Regions from separate parts of the Xenopus tropicalis genome. Here region 2 is linked to region 1. A link is a contact called in public Hi-C data. All regions are on one chromosome and are shown on one strand. The core of a region is the stretch at or near the end of the contact, and the rest is flanking DNA. Distances in the headings are between cores, read along the strand shown. Region 1 has its middle 13 kb from the start of cldn4. Region 2 has its middle 8.9 kb from the start of abhd11.

Region 1 (4,768 bases), core at 1,551-4,050:
ATGGCAGATGTATTCAGTGTAGATAAATGTATGTATGTATGTATGTATGTATGTATATCTTTGTTTATAAAGTGCTACTTATGTACGCAGCGCTGTACAGTAGAATACACTAATGCAAACAGGGGGTTGTTGAGATAATAATAGATAAATAGAGTATAAATATATTTTTATTTATATAAATAAAGTGTAACAAAAAATACAGATAAATACAAGATAAATATAGTTGCAATAAGTTAAGAGTCAAAGACACAAGAGGATGGAGGTCCCTGCATCCTAGAGCTTACAATCTATATGATATCTATATGATATACAGATAAATGATAAATCAATGTAGGCTCATATATATTTTTAAGAGTGTACATAGCCTAGGAATACTAGTGGACAATAGATAAAGCAAATGTTTCAGTGGCAAAGTTGAATATATTCTTAGCTTACATAAATGGGACTATAAATGCGACAGAAACAATAGTTTTGTTCTTGTAAATGGCTGATTAAACATTTACCTTGAACACTGGATTTAGCTTGGTGGGCAGTTATAAGCACACAGGCATTTGAGTTATGAGGAAAGTCTTGTTCAACAGGTTTTTCTTTCCTAAAGAAAAAATGTGCATGTCTACATCTGGGGTCAGTGCAAGAATATCTCAGGAGTGCTCTTTATTTCAGGAACTATCATGTGACACAGGGCCGTCCCTTGCAACTGGAGCAAATGATATTTTAAAGAACAGAATCTCTATTTTCTGAAAATGGATATGTTGTTAGACTCTCATGAAAGGCTTTGAGAGTATTCCCTCCACTAATAGTGCAATTATTTATCATGGCGCAATGCTCCCAGGCGTAGCACCATCTAAACAGTCTCTAAAATTTGTAAAAAGGAGCAAAAAGCACTGACAAGTAATGCTAATTATGTGCTTTGTTTATTAAGCCAGTGTACAACATATTAAGGAGTTGGTAGCTCCCTTTGTCAGGTTTATGAAGTGATGCTGCAACCACACATGGTGAATTCTCTGCCTGTGTCCTGCTTGAGTATGCCGTCCTATGCCAAAATCAGTTCCTCGTGCCTGCACCCAAGCTGATGCACTCTCCTTCTAAAAGTGAGTTTGCAGGAAGTGGGGGGCAAGGGCACATGAAGCGTATGAATGGCCTCTTTCTGTCTTCGTTTTATAGCCAGACAGAGTGAAATCGATATGCTCCTGTATGCTCAGGGTCTGACTGGGGTGTCTTGGGCCCACCGGGACTGCGCCCTGGGGGCCCCCACACCAGTCACAATTTAAAACCACTGTGTTCCATACATACTCCTTGTGGCCACAATGGGGTGGAAATTCAATGGCACCTGCACTTGGCGGAGGGAGCAGGCCTGGGTCAGCGGGGGCCACAGGGGCCAAGGCCCATCTGGTTTTTCCTAGTGCCTCACTGGACCAGTCTGACTTGCTTCTGGATTTAGCTGCACTGACAGGCACAACTTTAACCGGAGTGTAGCTACACAGAGCAGAATTGAGATCACCCCCAAAAACATGAAAGTATATGTGAAGCTACACTCAGGCTGACGCTGTGCCTACCATTGCAGCTGGAAGTGTATAGGAGTGGATCCGCTTCATTCCGCCTGGCTGCAAGGCGCAAATGGAGAGGAGCATGTCATATATATATATAAACTTCATGTGCCCTTGCCCTAATGAAGTTTAAAAAAGCAGAGAAGAAGGACCTTTACAACAATGAATAGGAGAAAACAACTTGTGCTTCATCTTATCATTTCTGTAACACAGCACAAAAAAAAACAAGGAGAAGAATTGAGCTCAAATGTATTGCCCTAAATTTCAGTTTCAAACCCGCTGTCCTCATAGAGTCATAATATACTATCCGCGCAAGACGGGTAGCAAATGCATTGCCCAACACTTCTGAGAACAGGAAGAAACATAAGAACATAGTGTGTGGGTGATTTCTGTGTAAGGGAAACATCTGAGGAAGAGGAGGACATTTTTTGTAAGACTGCTGCCACTATATTAACTGCCATCGTTTCAAGTGGCTTATTTTCTGTTTTTTTTTTTCTGTACCAGTTTTTATGGGAGAGGCAATGTAAACTGCTGAGAGGCAATCGAGACAAATTCACATATTTCCTTTTCTATGTAACTGAAAAGTCACGTCACAAAGCTGAGAAACAGGTTTTTTTCCATTTGAAAATCAATAAGCCCAGACAAAAAAAACCACATTAGATAAAAATCTCTTTTCTGCTTTTCTGTCTCTATCCAGTTCTGCCTATGTGTAAGCTCAAAAAAATGCTGGTTATGTCTTCAGTTCAAACAGTGTTATCTACTGCAAGATAATAGATATTGGCTTAATTAATGTGACCCTCAAACTTCACTAAAGGTGGCCATACACGGGCCGACTATAGCTGCCGATAGATTTATCTAACTATGAGATTAGACCTCAACACAGAAAAATTAAATTTCTATTTAGGAATTTTTGGAAGTTTATCTATCAAATGGAGAACTCTAACGTTCACCCATTAATAAATACGCTTCTAAAAATCTCATAGGAATTAATTAAAAGTGGGTGAATTTTTCAGTGGTAAATTCTAATCTTATATTTGCTAAATCTGCCCCTTAGTGTCCTCACATAAAACAAAACTTGGATATTTTTTAAAATGACCAACAGTGTAACACACTGCAAGCTGGGTGTGCTTTCTGCTCTGAGGGGTGTCAGGGAGGCATGGAAACTTCTCCTATTGCACTGACTGTGTCCTGTTGCCTATCCTGCTTCTGGGCACACACAAACCTGACAGCCACGACGGAGTAAAGAACACACACCACATTTAGCACGCCCCTTCGTCTGTGTAATTCCTGCACTGCACTGGGATTGGCTATCCTTGCTGATTGGTTTAAATTTGAATTTCCTACCACAGTAGTAAGAGCTGCACACAAGAGGTACGGTAGTTTGTTTGTTACAGTCAGAGAAAAACCTCAAGACTTTGACATTGATAAAAAAAGAGAGGGGCCAAAAAGGTCCTTTCCCAAAGGAACAGGGCATTGCTCATGAAGTTTGAGCTTTGCCCCTGGGGATGCACTGGCCGGTTAAAGGTGGGCACAGATCAAAGCCAGTGCAACATTTGAAGGAGATCTGATACCTGATATCCTACCACACAGAATGCACTCTCTGAATGGAGAATAGTCACAACTGCATTTAGCCAAAAGCTGTTTAAACTATTTTAATGTTAGGACTTAAAGCTGCCATTAGTTTGGAAATGTCCGTATTACATAAACGGGTCACTATAATGTACAATGTAAATGTAGACAATCACTTATAACTGGGACACTGGCCCTGGTGCTATACGCATATCAGTATCCAAAATAAATAAATAACTATGCTTCTCATGAAGTTCTTTATTGCACAGATTAGTGCTGCGCAAAAGTTCTTATTTACATCCAAAAGTGCAGTTTCAGTCTCTGCAATCTCCCCGCACTGGGTTGTGTGTAAAACCACTTTGCCAAAATGCACTCCTTTCACTTCCATATAGTTGTGCCTGGCACTGCTCAGTCCTTCCATTCTGAATTAAGCACTGCTGTGCCTTTTGATACAGGGGAACCTGGAACTACCAGCACCTCCTGTCCAACTGATCAACTTTCTTTTTAGGGACACTACAATGAATATAGCAAGATAGTTTAAAGGAAACCAATGTATATATTTTATTTCTCTCTGCAGAGCCCCTCTACCTGAACTGCACCACCCACACTCCCTAATACTGCTCCATTTGGACGTACCTTTTATTAAAAGGCTGAGCAGTGCAATGAGGTTGGTGGCCCAATCACTGGCTGCTAGACATCCTTTTCGCAGCTTGTTGGTGACAAACCCTGACTAGGAAATTCAGGAGCACATAGCAGACGTGTTCCTTGCTACCAGAGAGCTGTAAAAAGGATGTCAAACAACTAAAGATATCATGTGCCAACCCTACTGTGCTACTCTGCATTTTGATAACAGGTCTTGGCAAACAAGCAGTATTGGGAAATGTGTGTGGTGCGATTAGAAGAGGGGCAGAGACACCATATGATATATACATGGGTTCCTTGTCCTTCAAGGGGCAATAAACTAAACTTTGTACTATAAATAGTACATGGGTTATTATATCTAATAAAAAAGTTATTATATGTTTACGTCAATATTTCTTATCAAACCGTAGTTACTTTTGATCTATGTTATGAAATATGTACCTGCAAGATTGGTTTTAACTGTTTGCCCCTGCATTAAACTGTGTGGGAGCTTATGTTTTTGACAATTTGGCCTTCTTGGTAAGCCTTACCTGCCAATTCTGCCAATTTCTTTACATGTAGTTGGCCAATTATTCCTCATACTGCATGTTTACAATGCTAATACCATTCAAATACATCTACAGAGTACTTAAGCAGAGTGAGGGCCATCGATATTACTTAGAAACATCAATAGCTGGCTTCAATCTTGACATCCCTATCTGCTCCTATAGCTTTCGGTCTATGCAGGTTTTGTTAGCCTGGATCACCAGCTTTTTTATCCTTAGTAGGTAGAGACACAGGTCTATTACTTCTGTTTTTTTGTTGCTATAGCCTTTCTCATCATAATACAAATATGGGCCTATGAAAAAGCTAAGGTAAATAGGAATGACCAGTCAGAAACCGGATCAAGGACACAACCACTTGCTTTGTGTGCTGATATTTTGTGTAGCTTTGACGTCTGTCCTGCCTAATTATAACCTGTGCCTCTTGATTAAATGCCAGCATTCACTTACTTTGTCCAAAGGTTTGAA
Region 2 (5,542 bases), core at 1,340-3,839, 65 kb before region 1:
CCACCCACAACCAGATCCTCCAGTGCCCTGGCCCGCTCCCAAATTCATCTTCATCTACCATCCTCACCTGTCCCATTCTGCACTAGACATTGCACTTTATAATCTATATAAACAATATATAGTTTTGAAGGATTTTAACACTTTGTGTTTCAGCTTGGTTGCTGATTGAGCTAAGGGGGTAGTACTCTTAAGGCAGCATGGTTGATACCATATTGTTTTTGTTGACCCTCTTCTCCACTAGAGCTAGTTTACTGTTTAAATAAATATTTAAAAACATATACTCCACTCATTGAATGTAGTTTTATTGGTATTTATTTTGATTATTGAAATTTAGCAGTAGCTGCTGCATTTCCCACCCTAGGCTTATACTCGAGTCAATACGTTTTTCCAGTTTTCTAAGGTAAAATTAGAAACCCCGGCTTATAATCGGATCGGCTTATACTCGAGTATATACGGTAACTATGTAAATACATGTTTGCCCTGATTAGCTAGAGGAATAACAAAAACAGATTTTTTTAGGATTAATACAAAACTATAAAAATATGTTTCCTATTTATTGAAATCATGAAGAACAAGGGGTTATACTGACCATTTAAAAGGAATGAGATGGACCCTAGAACTCTGTCTAGCCTTTGTGTAAAGTGCAATCAATGGAAACTACCCCAGGTCCCCATAATGGGGCACTGCAGAGCAACAGCTGTGTACAATGGGAAGTTAAGAAACTCCTTTGTGCTCCAAAGATTCATCTCATTCCTCAGGAAGGTTATAATTGTACTCAATATTGTGGCATAATTGTACTCAGTAAGGCAAGATGGGTCAGTAACACTTTCTATTTTCACTTGTTAATTTTCAGCAGTTTATGTGAGCAAGCATGTAAAATGCATCTGTTCAGATGATCCATGTTCATCCATTAAAAGGTGACTTGGTGGGAAGGAGCAAACCATTTAAAAAAAAAAAAAAAAAAATTAAAAAACAAGCATATTGCATGTTAGAAATTAACTTGGAAATGTTTAAATAAAATTTACAAGTAGGTGAAAATACCTTGAAAGAACTTTTCTTTTTAACGTGTGCCTTTTTATGTATGTATGTATGTATGTATGTATGTATGTATATCTTTATTTATAAAGCGCTACTTATGTACGCAGCGCTGTACAGTAGAATTCATTAATACAACAAAGTACAACAATAAATACAAATAAATACAAGGTACAGTTGCAATAAGAGTCAGAAACACAAGATGAAGGAGGTCCCTGCCCCGTAGAGCTTACAATCTATATGGGAGGGTAACTAACAGACACAAATAGGCAAATATGAGTGCTATAGGTCACAGTGGGTGACATTACAGTATAAGTGCCAGTTTCCAGATCAGGTGCTGGGCGAGTGCTCCATAAGGTAGTCTTTAAGTTTAGTTTTAAAAAGACTGAGGGAGGATTCTCTCCGGAGGACATCAGGGAGGGAATTCCAAATGTAAGGGGCAGCCAGGCAGAAGGATTTAAGGCGGGAAACAGCAGTAGTAGTGGGGGGCGCAACCAAACGGTTGCTCTGCGAGGAACGAAGGAGACGGCCAGGAACGTGCGGAGACACCAGGGAAGAGATGTAGTGAGGAGCAGAGGAATGGAGGGCTTTGAAGGTTAAGAGAAGGAGTTTGTAAACTATTCTTTGTTTAACAGGAAGCCATGATAAGGCCTTTAGCAGGGGAGGGGCCTGAACTCTCCTGGATGAGAGGAGGAGAATTCTGGCAGCGGTGTTTAATATAGACTGTAGGGGGGAAAGATGGGAATTAGGGAGGCCGGTTAGCAGCAGGTTACAATAGTCAAGTCGGGATAGGATGAGGGCATGCATGAGCAGCCTAGCTGTTACAGTAGAAAGAACGGGCCGGATTTTGGCAATATTGCGTAAGAAAAAGTGACAGGTTTTGACAGTGGTGTTAGTATGGTCAGAGAAGGAGAGACTGGAGTCAAAGATCACCCCCAAACAACGCATGGAATTGACAGGGTTGATGAGGGTGCCTTCAATAGAGAAAGAAAAGGGGGGAGTAGGACCAGGTTTAGGCGGAAAGATCATTAGTTCAGTTTTTGTTAGGTTGAGTTTGAGGTGGCGTTCATTCATCCAATTGGAGATAGCCAGGAGGCAGTTAGTATTTGTATTGTACATGTAATACAATTAATAGAGAAATCTAATTTTACTTCTGGTTATCATGAAACTCTAGGGGCAGAGCGGCAGTAACTCATCAGATGCCAAACGGTCTCCAACACACAAGCCTGGAGGTGGATTTCCGTACAGGAGATCCCATTAACAGTCATATGTTCTACAGCAAAATACACAGCATGATTGGCCGCGAGGAATGTAAATTGCTGCTTACACTGAAAGTGCTCTCACGAATATTGTCTGTTTCTACAAATAGATGGCAGGGTAGGGGGATAGGACAAGTAAACATGTAATAATCTATGACTTTGTAATCCAAGTTTCAACCTATATTCATCTAGTGAAGACGACTGAAAGTAGGAAATGTGCTAAACAAGCTAGTGTGAGTCACATCCCAAGGGCACTCCTGCAATGGATCGGTAGTTTCTCTGAAACAGAAAGGTATCTGTGAGAGCACAGCAGATCAGGGCAGGCTGAAACTAGCTTTTAGGAAGTTCTTACTAGTAAACATAGCTTATGTTGGTCATGTCATCTATACACAGCTTTATTGTTATAAATGGTACGGGGTGATGTCATCAGTTATAACTGGTGTTTAATTATGTAATTTCTGTCACATGCCTCACTGAAACTTGCATATTATAATGAATATTACACCCCCATGCAGTAAAAATGTAGGATATTATTAGTCCCTTCCACAAGCTGTATAAAAGCGCTTGTCCTTTGATTTGTGCCTTAATATGGTCATGAAACTCTTCACTGATTTATAATAGTAAATTAAGTCTACTTAAAACTCATTTAAATTTGAATTAAACCCAATAGGATTAATTATATCTTAGTTGGGATCAAGTACAAGATACGGTTTCATTATTACAGAGAACAAAATGGGAGAATAAATTATTTGATTAAAATGTTCTATGGGAGATGGCCTTCTTGTAATTTGGAGCTTTCTGGATAACAGGTTCCCAATAATGGATCCCATGCCTGGAATCTATATGTTAACTTTGGTACATAATGAAGCTGAACTTTTCTTTTAATAACAGGGAAATGAAAGAAGAATCTTTTGGGGGCTAGTTGATGGGGGTTAATAGGTTTGAGTGAACAGGTAGTCCAGTCATAATAACTACCCTAATCTCTTCCTCTATCTAATGTCTCCACTCTTCATACATTATATATTACCCTGCAATAATCCCCTTTATCTTTTGCATAACAAAGGAAGTACTTTTTTGTATGTATTTTTACACACTTATTACATTTATAAACTTTTTTAGGGAAGGCATTGCAGAAAAAGTCACTTTTTTTATCGTACACAGATTTTTCACATAGAATAGCAAATGTATAGAAATTAAATTTAATTCAGTTTAAAATGGTAAAAAAATCCAGTGTATTTTCTTAAAATATAGAATGTTTAAAAAAGTGGGGCAGATAACTCAGGGTTTACATATCATGTACTGTACAACGTTATTTCTAAAGAGCATTGTTCTGATATTTAGTAAATGGAGACCTTTTCATAGATTGCCTTTGTGTTTGTTTACAAGGTGCCAGTGTCTGCCATGTTGGCTTACCCTCCTTGGGAACATCTTGTGCCAGGAACAGGAAGGAATTAGTCTTGGAACGGACAGGCTGGCTACATACTAGACAGCACTCTCTTGCCCTTATGAGTAAAAGAAGAGCATGCTGATAACATGAAAAAAAGGCAGCATCGCTTCATACATTCACTTGCAACTGGTCTCTTTTATTCACTGCCAAAAAGCTGCATACCTTATTAAAATGCTGTAATCTAATTACAATGATTTAACATACAGTGCTCCAGATTTGAAATATAATCAAACTAATTCCTTCTTTATGGGATGTGAGCGAGAGACAGAAGGAACACTCTCTGTTGATTGTAAGAAGAGGAAGAGGTTAATCCCACAGTGTTTATTGCCCTCCCTTTCTGCACCTGTCACAGTATCGGTCATGTGACCTGATGGTTTCACCTGGCTACAGAGAACAGCTATAATCCATGGGGAGGCTGTGCCAGAGTAAGCAGGGGGGGGGGGGGTTAGGTAAACAGCAAAAGTACATTGCAATAACATGAGTAGGAAAGAAAACCAGCAAGTGTCCTGCTTAGACAGTGTCAGTAGCTAAATGCCTGGGGATAGGGATATGTACACTTGTGTATTAGGGGCAAGAAACAAATGAATCACTTATATACATATCTCTCTATTTATGAGTCATTGTTTTAATATTTCCAAGTACTTTATACCTCAATTTCCTGCACAAAGTGCAAAACCTAAAAAAAGCTAAATTAGTATTTGCTTACAAACTACACGCCCAACAGGTGACAGCTCGCAAAATGGGAGAGCCTCAGGCACCCTTCTAATACATAAAGAGAAAGTTTGCCAGCGTTTAGTTTGCCTTTAAAAATAATTTTTACAAAAAATTAGGTGTTAGTACCACACTTTGGCCAAAATATGTAAGCTCACGTGCCACGTCAAGGCCCCTCATTGTACGTGAGTCCTACACTGTCTAATGACTTTGAGTCTGTGATGCAATTAAAATAAAGTCCCCCAGAAAACAATGTGACTGAGTATTAAGACCCTTCTAATACATGTGCCAGGGAATATTCAGCGAATAGACCAGCAGTGGGATGTGCATTTCTTAGGTTAGCTGCGGAGCATAGAAAGAATCACAGGCTTATGAGAGTGTAACATACAAACACCGCATTAAATTACACTAATTAGTCTGTACTTATGGAGTTAAACTAACTCAGATAGTGATGTGCAGGTTCAGAAAAAACCCAACCCACACCTGACTCTAACCTGCAAAAACATAACACCCAATAAACTCCCAAAATGTTGCAATTGTAGGACCTGCACCCAACCTGTACCTGTGTACCTAAGGTTCCAATACAGAGAAACTTCGGGAGCAAAAGAAGAATGTACTTCCCCAATCTGACCCGTACTCACAATGGTTGCCCAAATTTTAACTCTAACCTTCCTGACTTAAGAGTAAACCTGTAGATTGCAGGTCACAGCTTTACCCCAGTGGCTCTCAAACTGTGCGGCACAGCTAGCCAGTTTTGGTAAATAATTATTTACTGTTTAGTAAAGAACTCTTGTTTAGGGGTTGTGCATATTCCAAACTGCCCAAAGACAAGGAGAAATGTATAAAATTATCAATTAGATATTTGCTATAATTTACTGCAGTGTTGTTTAGGGGTTGTGCATATTCCAAACTGCCCAAAGACAAGGAGAAATGTATAAAATAATCAATTAGATATTTGCTATAATTTACTGCAGTGTTGTATATTTTACACAGTGCCCTACTTTGGAAATGCGGGTTGTAAATTGTACTTTATAGAGGTTGTTATTAGCATCTGCAGTAGTTAAGACCTATCATAGTAAATAAGCTCTAG

The links. Hi-C and Micro-C count contacts between places; a contact is called where the count stands out from the background.
Region 2: a contact with region 1 is called in a Hi-C map of liver, with 6 times the contacts expected there. The contact joins two enhancer-like sites. A contact is called at or near these places in 5 of 5 Hi-C or Micro-C datasets (brain, gastrula embryo, liver and 2 more).

The regions. Positions count from the first base shown.
Region 1 is chr2:42,425,908-42,430,675 of UCB_Xtro_10.0, reverse strand. No RefSeq gene overlaps it. Among named protein-coding and RNA genes, the nearest start is that of cldn4, 13 kb to the left of the region's middle. Within about 2 kb of position 2,800, at least 3 of the 11 cell types and tissues checked have an H3K27ac peak or open chromatin away from gene starts, as enhancers often do. A contact at or near this core is called in liver, where this site is marked.
Region 2 is chr2:42,490,403-42,495,944 of UCB_Xtro_10.0, reverse strand. No RefSeq gene overlaps it. Among named protein-coding and RNA genes, the nearest start is that of abhd11, 8.9 kb to the left of the region's middle. Within about 2 kb of position 2,589, at least 3 of the 11 cell types and tissues checked have an H3K27ac peak or open chromatin away from gene starts, as enhancers often do. A contact at or near this core is called in liver, where this site is marked.